Regions from separate parts of the Mus musculus genome. Here regions 2 and 3 are each linked to region 1. The links are chromatin contacts, called in public HiChIP or PLAC-seq maps. All regions are on one chromosome and are shown on one strand. Each heading gives the region's core, a stretch centred on a gene start, on an enhancer-like site or on the middle of the called end of the contact. The rest is flanking DNA. Distances are from core to core; before and after follow the strand shown.

What was found. HiChIP or PLAC-seq counts read pairs in DNA pulled down with a chosen protein or histone mark.
Region 2: a contact with region 1 is called in an H3K4me3 HiChIP or PLAC-seq map of neural tube, with 8 times the contacts expected there. The contact joins the enhancer-like site here to the promoter of Irx3os in region 1. A contact is called at or near these places in 5 of 39 promoter capture datasets (frontonasal cranial neural crest, hippocampal neurons, liver and 2 more), 2 of 484 Hi-C or Micro-C datasets (both in embryonic stem cells), 4 of 115 datasets of contacts at active chromatin or transcription factors (embryonic forebrain, embryonic hindbrain, embryonic midbrain and 1 more) and 2 of 9 other capture datasets (embryonic stem cells and liver).
Region 3: a contact with region 1 is called in an H3K4me3 HiChIP or PLAC-seq map of craniofacial prominence, with 7 times the contacts expected there. The contact joins the enhancer-like site here to the promoter of Irx3os in region 1. A contact is called at or near these places in 12 of 39 promoter capture datasets (the 3T3-L1 cell line, the C10 cell line, cranial neural crest and 7 more), 1 of 15 datasets of contacts at CTCF or cohesin (stem cell-derived epiblast-like cells), 7 of 484 Hi-C or Micro-C datasets (cranial neural crest, embryonic stem cells, myocytes and 2 more), 12 of 115 datasets of contacts at active chromatin or transcription factors (craniofacial prominence, embryonic basal ganglia, embryonic forebrain and 6 more) and 4 of 9 other capture datasets (adipose tissue, embryonic stem cells, embryonic tail and 1 more).

The regions. Positions count from the first base shown.
Region 1 is chr8:91,801,744-91,804,981 of GRCm38.p6, reverse strand. It overlaps Irx3os (a long non-coding RNA gene), which reads right to left and starts at 1,646. Exons shown (of 4, transcript XR_003947581.1): 1 at 1,262-1,646; 2 at 139-1,169.
Region 2 is chr8:92,761,026-92,764,263 of GRCm38.p6, reverse strand. No RefSeq gene overlaps it. Among named protein-coding and RNA genes, the nearest start is that of Mmp2, 65 kb to the left of the region's middle. Within about 2 kb of position 1,768, at least 22 of the 459 cell types and tissues checked have an H3K27ac peak or open chromatin away from gene starts, as enhancers often do.
Region 3 is chr8:92,615,284-92,618,521 of GRCm38.p6, reverse strand. No RefSeq gene overlaps it. Among named protein-coding and RNA genes, the nearest start is that of Irx6, 57 kb to the left of the region's middle. Within about 2 kb of position 1,636, at least 4 of the 459 cell types and tissues checked have an H3K27ac peak or open chromatin away from gene starts, as enhancers often do. A contact at or near this core is called in craniofacial prominence, where this site is marked.

The DNA of each region.
Region 1 (3,238 bases), core at 397-2,896:
TAATTGGATGGTGAGATTTATATACAGATCGGCCCGGTTTCTGTAAGATTGTAATTACAAGCTTCGTTGGTTAGCTACTTATCAGAACTTTGCAGGAAAACAAAACAAATGACTGAGGAAAACGAGCGTTTCATTAACCTGTAACCCCAGCTGGGGGGGGGGGGAGCGTACGCAGCAGCCTCTGCAAGAAGCTGAAGGATAGCCAGCCCGCACCGCCTCTGGGGGACTCTGAGCCTTGGGAGGAAAGGAGTGAACTCTGTCCGAGCTGGGAGACACAGCTGCAGAAGCTCCCAACGACGGGGGGCACGGGCACATCGGGGAGCTGGACCAGGGGAGGGAAGAGATGGGGGCTGGTGGTTCGGAGTGTCCGACCCCGAAGCTGGTGGGCCTCTGGCTACACATAGGGCACCCCTTGTAGTTGTCCTCCAGCGCGCACAGCTTCGTGCGCCACGTGTCCTCGGCGTACACCTTTTCTGTATGCTCCTGGCGCCCTGATCCCAGACCACAGAGCGTCCGCGGCGAGCGCTTTGTGCACTGTGCCTGTTGGGAGAAAGAGGGGGTGAGGGAGAAGCTCCTGCTGGTCTCCTGCTGTTGCGCTCAGGTCTTTCCCCAATCAACTCCCGATGCACCTGCTTCTCCTCACTCTCTGTGCGAATCTGTCTGTCTGACCTAATCTCCTGGATTAAAAATCCCATGAAAAGCTTCAGCTCTCCGCGGACTCGCGAGTTTAGTCTAAGAGCTGAGTTCCACTGGCCTGGTCTTGTTGAGGAATCAGAGCCATGCAGTGACTCCAGTCGCTTGGGATACTGGGTCCCGGCGTGGGTTGCTGATTTCAGGGCCAGACCAAAGCTCTTCCCAGTTGGTCACGGGGTAACTGGTAGCTGTTTCTACTCCAGGCCTGGGATGCCTGGAGGAATCTAATTAAGCGAGGTTCTTAGGTTCATGCCTGGGTCTAGAGGTTCACCCTCTGGGCCAGGGGCGGCCCCGTGGCCGGCGTGAGTCCTTCCTGAGAACAGCCTGGCTCTTCCGGTGTTCTTTCTCTCAGCCCATCATCGCAATCGGACACAACCAGGTCGATAGCTGGTTAATGCAGTAAGGAAGGAAGGAGCATCTCAGAGGCTCTTGTGTGGTGTTGTTGTGTGGTGTTGCGTTTTGTTTTTCTTTCCCTTCTGAAAAACAAAACAAAACAAACAAACAAACAAAAAGGAATGAAATACTCGTGGTTTTGCCCAGACATGTACAGCGAAACCCCTTCGCCCACCTTGCAATCTGGCTCTGTCGCCCATTGGTCTGGTCCAGTTCTGTGTAGGTAGGTCGTCCCGGCTGTCTTAAAAGACTCACCATCCTATACACAGGAAAGATCCTGGAAAATAATGTCACCTCTATTCTACAACCCTAAGACCTTTGCTTGAGCAGGTGAGCCCTGGCTTCCTGTGACAGGTTTAACCAGAAACGGAATCAGGCTGCGGGGAAGCCATTCGAAGGCCTGAGCTGATCCTACTATGCCTCCTCTGTCCAGGCTCACCTTAAAGCCAACCTCCAGCACCAGGCAAGGAGACCAGGAGACCACAGAGAAGCTGCACAGATTCAATTTAGGAAGACCCCACATGCTGACATCGAACCCTAGACTTGGTAGCTCCCCAAACTTCTGTTTGTGTTTCTCCCACTAATTTTCTGAGTTAGTACCTCCTGGAGCCTAAGGTCAGTGGAATGCAGCCAGAGGTGGGACATGGGGGTCAAAACTGGAGGCCAGGGCCAGGGAGAAAGAAATCCATTCCCTAACTGTATTCACACTAGAGCCCGGCCAGCCCGGGACCCTTAGATTCCTCCAAGCTGGCGAGTTCCGGTTTGATTCTTAGTTCAGTCGGAGGCCCTTGGGGTGGTTTTTCTGCCTCTAAGCTAGGGCTCTTCACTCTACTGAAGAATCGCAGCCGGGGAGTTGTTCAGTCCGCAGGCCCACAGCAGGCCTGGCCCGCGCGTGGGTCGCCGCTACAGCCTTATCTGGGAGCTCCAGCTATCCCGGGAATTTCAGTATGACTTTCCACTGCACACACTAATCCGTGACGGTGGGCACTTGGACACTCACATTTCAAGTTAGATTTAGGAAATATCCTACCATAAAACCAAAGTCTTGCTCCCCGCCCCCACAATGCACACTCTCTACGGCTCTGGGGGAATTCTCGCCAAAAGAAAAACGCTGGGTCTGGGGACCAGAGAGCGGAAAGGGGAGGGGGATAGTGAAATGAATGGTCGCAATTAAAAAAAAAAAAATCACACCAACATAGAAACTTCTCGGAAGAGCTTTCGGAAAGTTCCCAGAGCCTAGGCTCTAAGTTTCTCTGCTCCTCCCCCACTCCATAGCCAGGAGCTCCACCAACTCCTTGCTTGTTCCACCAGACCACCTAGGCGCCAAACTCACTATTTCTTGTGAGGATTCTCAACAAGGTACCCTGGAGGTGTAAATGTAGCAAACTGCGGGGTTCCCCCGCCCTCCCCCCACCCAGCACAGAATAGGTCTTTTAAAGCTCGGAGAGGCAGCACTCCCAACTCCCAGGCAGCACGTTCACTCTTTTAGCTGCAGGCTTAGGCTTTGGAGAACGACCTAGGGACCAGAGCTGAAAAGTGCAAAGGGAGCCACGGGGGGGGGGGGGGGAGGGCGGGAAGCCCCGGAAGCCTGCCTTGGTCCAGGGTCCTGTCCCAACCCGGAACTACAGCTTCGAAGGGGGCTGAGAATTGAGGAGTTGGAAGACCTGAGGGGCTAGGTGACCCTGTACTAAGCCGCCACTCGTGGTCTCGGCTCTCCCCTCCGAGTGCGGGCAGGAGGGGGCGGGAAGAGACTGAGTCCAGTCCCGCCCCGCCCCGCCCGGCGCTCTGTACTCGCGGGGGAGGGCCGCCTCGCCCAGAAGGCTCCCGGGTGATTGGCGACTCCAGGAGGAGACGCAGGGAAAAGTCGAATAAGAGGGCGCGACGTCAGACTCGAGATTTGGGGAAGGGTGAAGGAGGGGGTGGAAGGGCGGGGACGGACACACAGACACTGACGCGGACACACACCCCCCGCACAGCGTTCTAAGTGTCTTCAACTTTAAGCCGCCTTAGCTCAGGGTGCGGAGACCGGGGAAGAGGGGAAGAGAGAACGAGAGAGTAAAGAGATTTAAAAGAGAGGAGTCAGACTAGGAAAAGTGAAGAGAGCAGAAAGGTGAGCAAAAGCAACCGTGAGAAACAGAAAGAGCAAAAAGAA
Region 2 (3,238 bases), core at 519-3,018, 960 kb before region 1:
TCTGCAACTTATGTTCCCAATCAGAGAACAGCTGTGCCACTTCTAGGCAGGAGAACAGTCAGGGACTGGTGACTTCCTCACCTGGTGAAGGTCATTTGAAAACTTAGTATCAAAGTTAACTAATACTAAAATGGTAACAACAACAATAACCAAAAAAGTGACAATCATTGTCAAGGATGCTAATGAACAAGAGCCCTGAGTGTTCCTGATAGGATGTTAGATGATACAGCCTCTGAATAAAAGTAGAGGTATGGTGATCCATCCAAAACCTGAACATGACTTACTCTAAGATACAGAAACTTCACTCTAACCTACCAGCAGGTCCAACAGAACAGAAAGCGGGAAGCAGAGAAAATAGTTATAAACCCACATTGTAAGCAACATCACTCTCATTATCCAAAAGGCAGAAGCAATCATAGTCCATGATAGACAAACTGACAGCACATAAGATGTCCACCCGCCATGGACTCTCATTTAGCTTTTGAAGGACAGAAAGCTCAGCACACCCTGCAGCAGAAGGAACATGGAGGACACGGAGGAGGGACAAACTAAACCAGGAGGAGGTTCCACTTTGAAAGAAATGCTACAGAGCTCCAGCTATCAAATATATCCAAGGGGGCTGCAGAGATAGCTCAGTGGCTAAGAGCACCCACTGCTCTTCTGGAGGTCCTGAATTCAATTCCCAGCAACCACATGGTGGCTCACAACCATCTGTAATGAGATCTGATGCCCTCTTCTGGTGTGTCTGAAGATAGCGACAGTGTACTCATACAAATAAAATAAATAATTCTTTCACAAACACACACCCACACCCAAGGTGCAAGTGTGGGGTGAGCTCAGCTAAGAAATTCCATTAGGGTACTCATTGTCTTCTGGTCCCTGGGGGAGGGGGGGCATGCTGGCGTTTCAGTAATTTCCACAGAACTCAGGGCTCTTGTGCAGATGGGACACAGGATAGTTGGTGTAGAAAGTCCTATTAGAGAGCCCGAGAATGCTAAACACCGAACTGATAATTGTGCCTCTGGGTTCCTAACTCAAACAAGCAAAAGCAGAGACTGTGGCAGGCTATCTCTGCACAGCTGTTTATAGTAGTACCATTCACAATCGCCCAAAGTTGGAAACAATAGGATATCGGTTCTTTTACATGGCAGAAACTCACAGACCTAAAGCTAACGGAAGAAGCCAGTCACAGAACAGATACTGTGTGACATCACATATATGAAGTTGGTAGTTAAACTGAGGCAGAAATTAAACAGTAGTTTCCAAGGACCATAGTGGGACAGAGTCAGGGAGATTTGCTGATTAAGGACACATGGAGAGTTTTAAGTTGGGGGGATCTTTAAAAAGCTTTGGGCGTCTGTAGTATAATGCGGTGGATCTGATTAATGGCTCCAAGCTCTACCTTTAAAAGTAGTTAAAAATGGCAAAATTTGTGCTGTATGTATTTTAGAGGGAGAAAAATCAAGTCTCGGCCAGAACTCTCTAGGTCTAGCAGAACTTCTAGGATATGCATCCAATCCATGAGCCTTTTTTTCCAAAGCAGGTTCTGATTGACAGGCTCAAACTCTGTTGACTGGTTCTGCTTCAAACCCAAACCAATTAAGATGAAGGCTGAGAAAGAGCAAGCAGAGACCCTCTCAAGGCCTGCCTTGCTCTGATGCGAGCGTATGAACCAGCCCTTCCTTCCAGCCTACACGTCCGGTAGATGTCTAACAGCCCCACATGCCACTTACACACAATCAATAGTGCTGGTGTTCAGGCAAGCTGTTCTTAAAGCCAGAAGTCTGAGGAGGCAGGTGGGGAAGCTTGCCGTGGGGGAGGAGGAGAGCCAGCCTACTAGGTATCTGTTACTCGGGAAGAGATGAAAGAGCAGTCAGCGAGCCCTTTCAAAGCTGTAAACAGCCTGCTAGGGCGGGTCACATGGACAGACGGCCAGCTGGGTAGCAGGAGTTTCTTCCAATGAGGTTGACCATACCAGGAAAACTTCTCTGAGCTGCTAGTGTTAATAGATTGTTAATGATTGATGCAGGGGCCTTTTATGTCCCCAAATGAAAGGCAGAAACAGGGCCCTGAGTTTGGCGTGGATGACTACCCCAGCACCGGTTCCCTAGCAGAGACGGAATTTTAAAACATTGATGTTAGCTGAGCTTGAGCGGGGCTACACCGCGGCTCACGGAGGAATGAAACGATCTTGTCTGGTGTTCGTCTTCCTTTGTTCTTTCACTCAGACATTAAAAATACAGCAGGCTAAAAGGAGAAAATAAATTTCAAAGTCCCTCCTAGACGGCAGGCACAAAGACAGGTGAGGTGTGGAGTGAGTTTGCTAAACAGATAAAGCAAGTCTGGGAGGAGATCTGCGTTCTTTGGAGACGGGCTTAACTGTGCCTTGGCTCCTCACGGCCTCCTTGGAGGATTCTCACAGGCAGGCCTCGTACACCTGCTGCCCTGTGTGCTGGGCTGGGCCTTTGATAGAGCATTTCAGAGAGATGCCAGGCTTCCAGGATTCTCTCTACTACTCCAGGAAAAGAGCCTTTCTCCGTGCTCTTGGCCCAGCCAGACTGATAGCTTCTGAAGGTGATATGGCTTGGGGACTTAACAACAGTAAACATATTTTTGGTGCATAATATAAATAGGAAAAAATAAAACAGATCACAAATATATGCTTTTCTGGGTGTGTGCTAGATGTGCCCGTCCCCACCAGACACACCCGTGTAACACCTAGCTGATCAATAGACTAGACATTAATTTTCGGCAGGTTGTATCCAAATGACTGAACTTGGTTCACATTCTAATGGAGAAGCCACTGCCAGGAATGTTGTACTAGGCAGGGAAAAAATATTCAAGGCTGTCTGAGACAGTACAGATTCTCCCACACTTTGATAGTGACTAGATTATCATGTAACTCATCCCTCAAATGACATGGGTTTTGAGAGTGTTGCTACAAGCATCCAATGAGATATAAAATACCTTTAAGATTGGAAATACACTATAAGCACAGATGGAAACCTCTGTGAAGCTGGTACGTATGCTGACGCAGTGGCAACTGCACATCTACCTAGCACTGTGTTCCAGACCCATTGGGCACTGGTCTGCTCTTTCCACATGGTGCGTTTCTCTCTCTGCTTTATCCTGTCTGAGGCAGATACCTGCACACTGTGCCACACTGTACCACCTTGCAGAAGAACAGGGGCGGGGCAGAAAAACAGGGATGGGGCAGAAGAACAGGGGCGGGGCAAGA
Region 3 (3,238 bases), core at 387-2,886, 810 kb before region 1:
CCGAGTCCCAAGGCGGGCTGCATGCCTCCGCCTCGCCTGTTTTCTTTGCGGGTGATTCCAGCACTGGCCCAGGCCATCTGTTCCTTGTTGTGGGTGGTTAAGTGAAATGGGCTGCCAATACAAATAGCCCACTTGAGGTTTGTTTGCATAAATTGTTTTGAAAGCTTCATGACGAATTTTCAGGATTACTTGCAGTGGTAGGGACCTCGGCAGAGGCGGAAATATAAATTTCGTGATGCCAGTTGGAATCTATTAATTTGCTCACAGCCCATCACCCTGGCTCTGCCGCTTAACCAACAATGTGACCTTGGGCAGGTGAATTAACCTCTCTGGTCTTTAGTTCCTTCATCTGCTCACTAGTAGGTGGGAAGGTAGCACTCACTTCATGGGATTGTGAATTTGAAACTAGGTAAGGCATAAAAAGAGCCCGGCATTGAGATCAGGATGAGAAGTGTGTGTAATGAATTAAAAATAAATAAAGTTTTTTTTTCCTAAGTGAGGGAAGAAGGCGTACATTTGGTATGCAAAGTCTAATCACAGGTTGCTTCCCAAATGCTTGCATTTGCCATGTTGTTTTCGTAAGCCTTGGGTTTCAAGATCAGAGAATGGGGCAAATAGAGAAGTGTGAAGACCCTAGATCCCCAACTCTACAGCCCAGGGTAAGATTTTACTGTGACCTCTGTAGTTACTGCCCCATGAAGGCTTTGGCTGGGCTCTTAGGAGTGTGAGCTCTTAGGAGGGTGGCCACACTGTGTCTTGGGTTCCGTCCCCAGTGCAAAGACTTAAGAAGCAACCTGAGGCTCCTGGGAACAGCTAGGATGTTTTCTGCCCAGGGTAGGGAGGGCAGGGCTTCCAAGCACAGGAGTATTCAGCTCACAATGTCATCAGGGTGTTGTGCATCACTGAAGCCAGGGGTCTTATCCTCTAGTACTGTTGAGCTTTGAGGGACCCTTTAGACTGTTGAATGAACTAGTCCATCTTAGGTTGATAATCTTAGGATAAGAGAAAGAGACAGAGGCAGAAGGGATCGGCACATAGGCACAGACACATGCATGCTCACCAGAAACAAAGCAGATGACTAAGTAGAGTGACTCAAAGAAGCAGACAGGGTGACAGAGAACAAGAAGAAAGGAAAGTGAGAGAGGAAAGACAGAGAGATGCACAAGAGAAGAAGGGATGGAGAGAGGCAGCTAAAACTCAGAGACAGACAGACACAGAGTGGGTGACAGACAGAAGCAGAGACACCTGTGCATAGAGAGAGGAACTGAGGCATGCCTGCACAGAGAGGAGGGACTCTGAGAAAAAGACATCAGAAAGCAACTCAGTGGCCCCCATAGTTCCAAAGCCCAGGGCAACAGAGTGGTACTCATGTCCCCTGGGACCTGTGTACCCAGAGACCGGCAGAAGTCAGAGAGGCCCACATTGGCTCTCCCCTGCCAGCTCTCTCTTAGCCCCCCATCCCTGCCCCACTGGAGGCATAATGTCTGCCTGCAGGGAGCTGACCTGATCCTTTCATCTTCTTGTAAGGCAGGCTAGGAGCTGCCCAGATGGAGTGGAGGTTTGGGCCTGTGGCCATGCCAGTCAGAGCATTTCCAACGATGACAGTTAAATTGTTGGGGGCCTCTGTTCTTCATTTACATCACAGACTCTCAGGTCCTGCGGACCTTCCCTAAATGGAAGCCAGCTGCCCTGTGCATAGGCTGAGCTTGCCTTGCTTCAGAAGGAAGGCCTCTGACTTTCAACTTAAATGCACCCCCGATTTTGACAAGCCAGAGTGCTTAACAGTATTTTATTGTTTGATTTCACCAAACTCGAGGACTTTCTTCTAGCTTGGAATAATGGACTAAACCTGGATGGGTTTGCTTCTCTTGGTGAGCACCGGCACCAGGCTGTGGGGAAAGTACCAGGTTCCCAAGTGCTTGTCCTCTGAGGTGACAGGGACCCCTGCTGTCGCAAAGCTTGTCTGGAACCGAATTTCCTGCCAAGTGTGCAAAGCACTCAGTCACTAGCTGAGGTTCCTTGAGTTTCTGTTTTATGCTCGCCTTGGGAGACATGCAGTTGCCAAGTGTCTCAAGTGTGTCCCTTTCGTTAGAGGTGTAGGGGGGCGGGATATGTTTGAAGTAGAAGGCTCAGTATCTTGATGTAGGGCTAGTGGACATGGTCCAGGGTACTTGGGCAAGCCAGTCTGTTCTCTCTTCTGTTGAGTGACAGGCTTTGAAGGTGAAGCCTCAAGTGTGTTCTGTGGTTCTCCAGCAGAGGTGACAAGATCTAAGAGACAAGTTTGGCTGTTGTGACTGAGTGGAGGCAGTGTCATAGACATGGGGAAAACACTCTGCAATAAGTATGGCTGTTCCCCTACTACAAAGAGTGACTTGACTTAAAAAACAAAACAAACAAACACACAACAAAAAAAAACCCCAACAAACAAAAACTGTAGTGTTCCTGCTGAAAATTCCCACTTCCATTGGGGGCAGACACAGTGGGATATGCGACCTGGCTGGCCCCGGGCTCATTGTGCAGATTTTGCTATGAGCAGATCCAGGAGAGTTGTGCAGTGTGGTAGCCCTGCAGGTAGACAGGAATACACAGGCAAATGTCACAGGCAGGGGCAGGTTGTGCTGGCGTTGGCCGGCGCATGAGCATCTTGGAAGGCCCTTGATAGGATAGAGTGAAAGCGGGAGATGCATCTGGGACCTAGGCCTTGGGTTTGCAAATGTCAAGAGCCCTTTGGATGCTCTGGAGCAGGAAATGAGACCTGGGAAGATTGAGCCAATCTGCTACACAGGTAAATGTCGTTATGTGTAGAGAGAGACAAGGGGCAGTATGAGAAGGTGGGACCATGTGACACAGATCCGCAGGGCAGGCGCATTCGTCTCTTTTCTATTGCTGTGACGACAGGATGGCCAAAAGCAACTTAAAGAAGAGAAAGATTATCTGGGACTCACGGCTTCATGGTTAGGGTCCGCAGTGTTGGACTAACTGGTACCAGATAGTTCTAACAACCTCTGAGAGCGTTCTTCTTGAACCATAAGCAGAAGGCAGAGGGATCCTCAAGTGGGGATAGCATGTGACTTTTGAGACATCAAGGGCTCAAAGTGACAGATTTCCTCCAGCAAGGCCACACCTTCTTAACCCTTCCAAAACAACCACAAACTGGGGGCTTGTTAGGGACATCTCATTCAAACAACCTTGGGCTGGTTCCATGGTCAGGGTCACATTGCCACGAGACACACCCTCC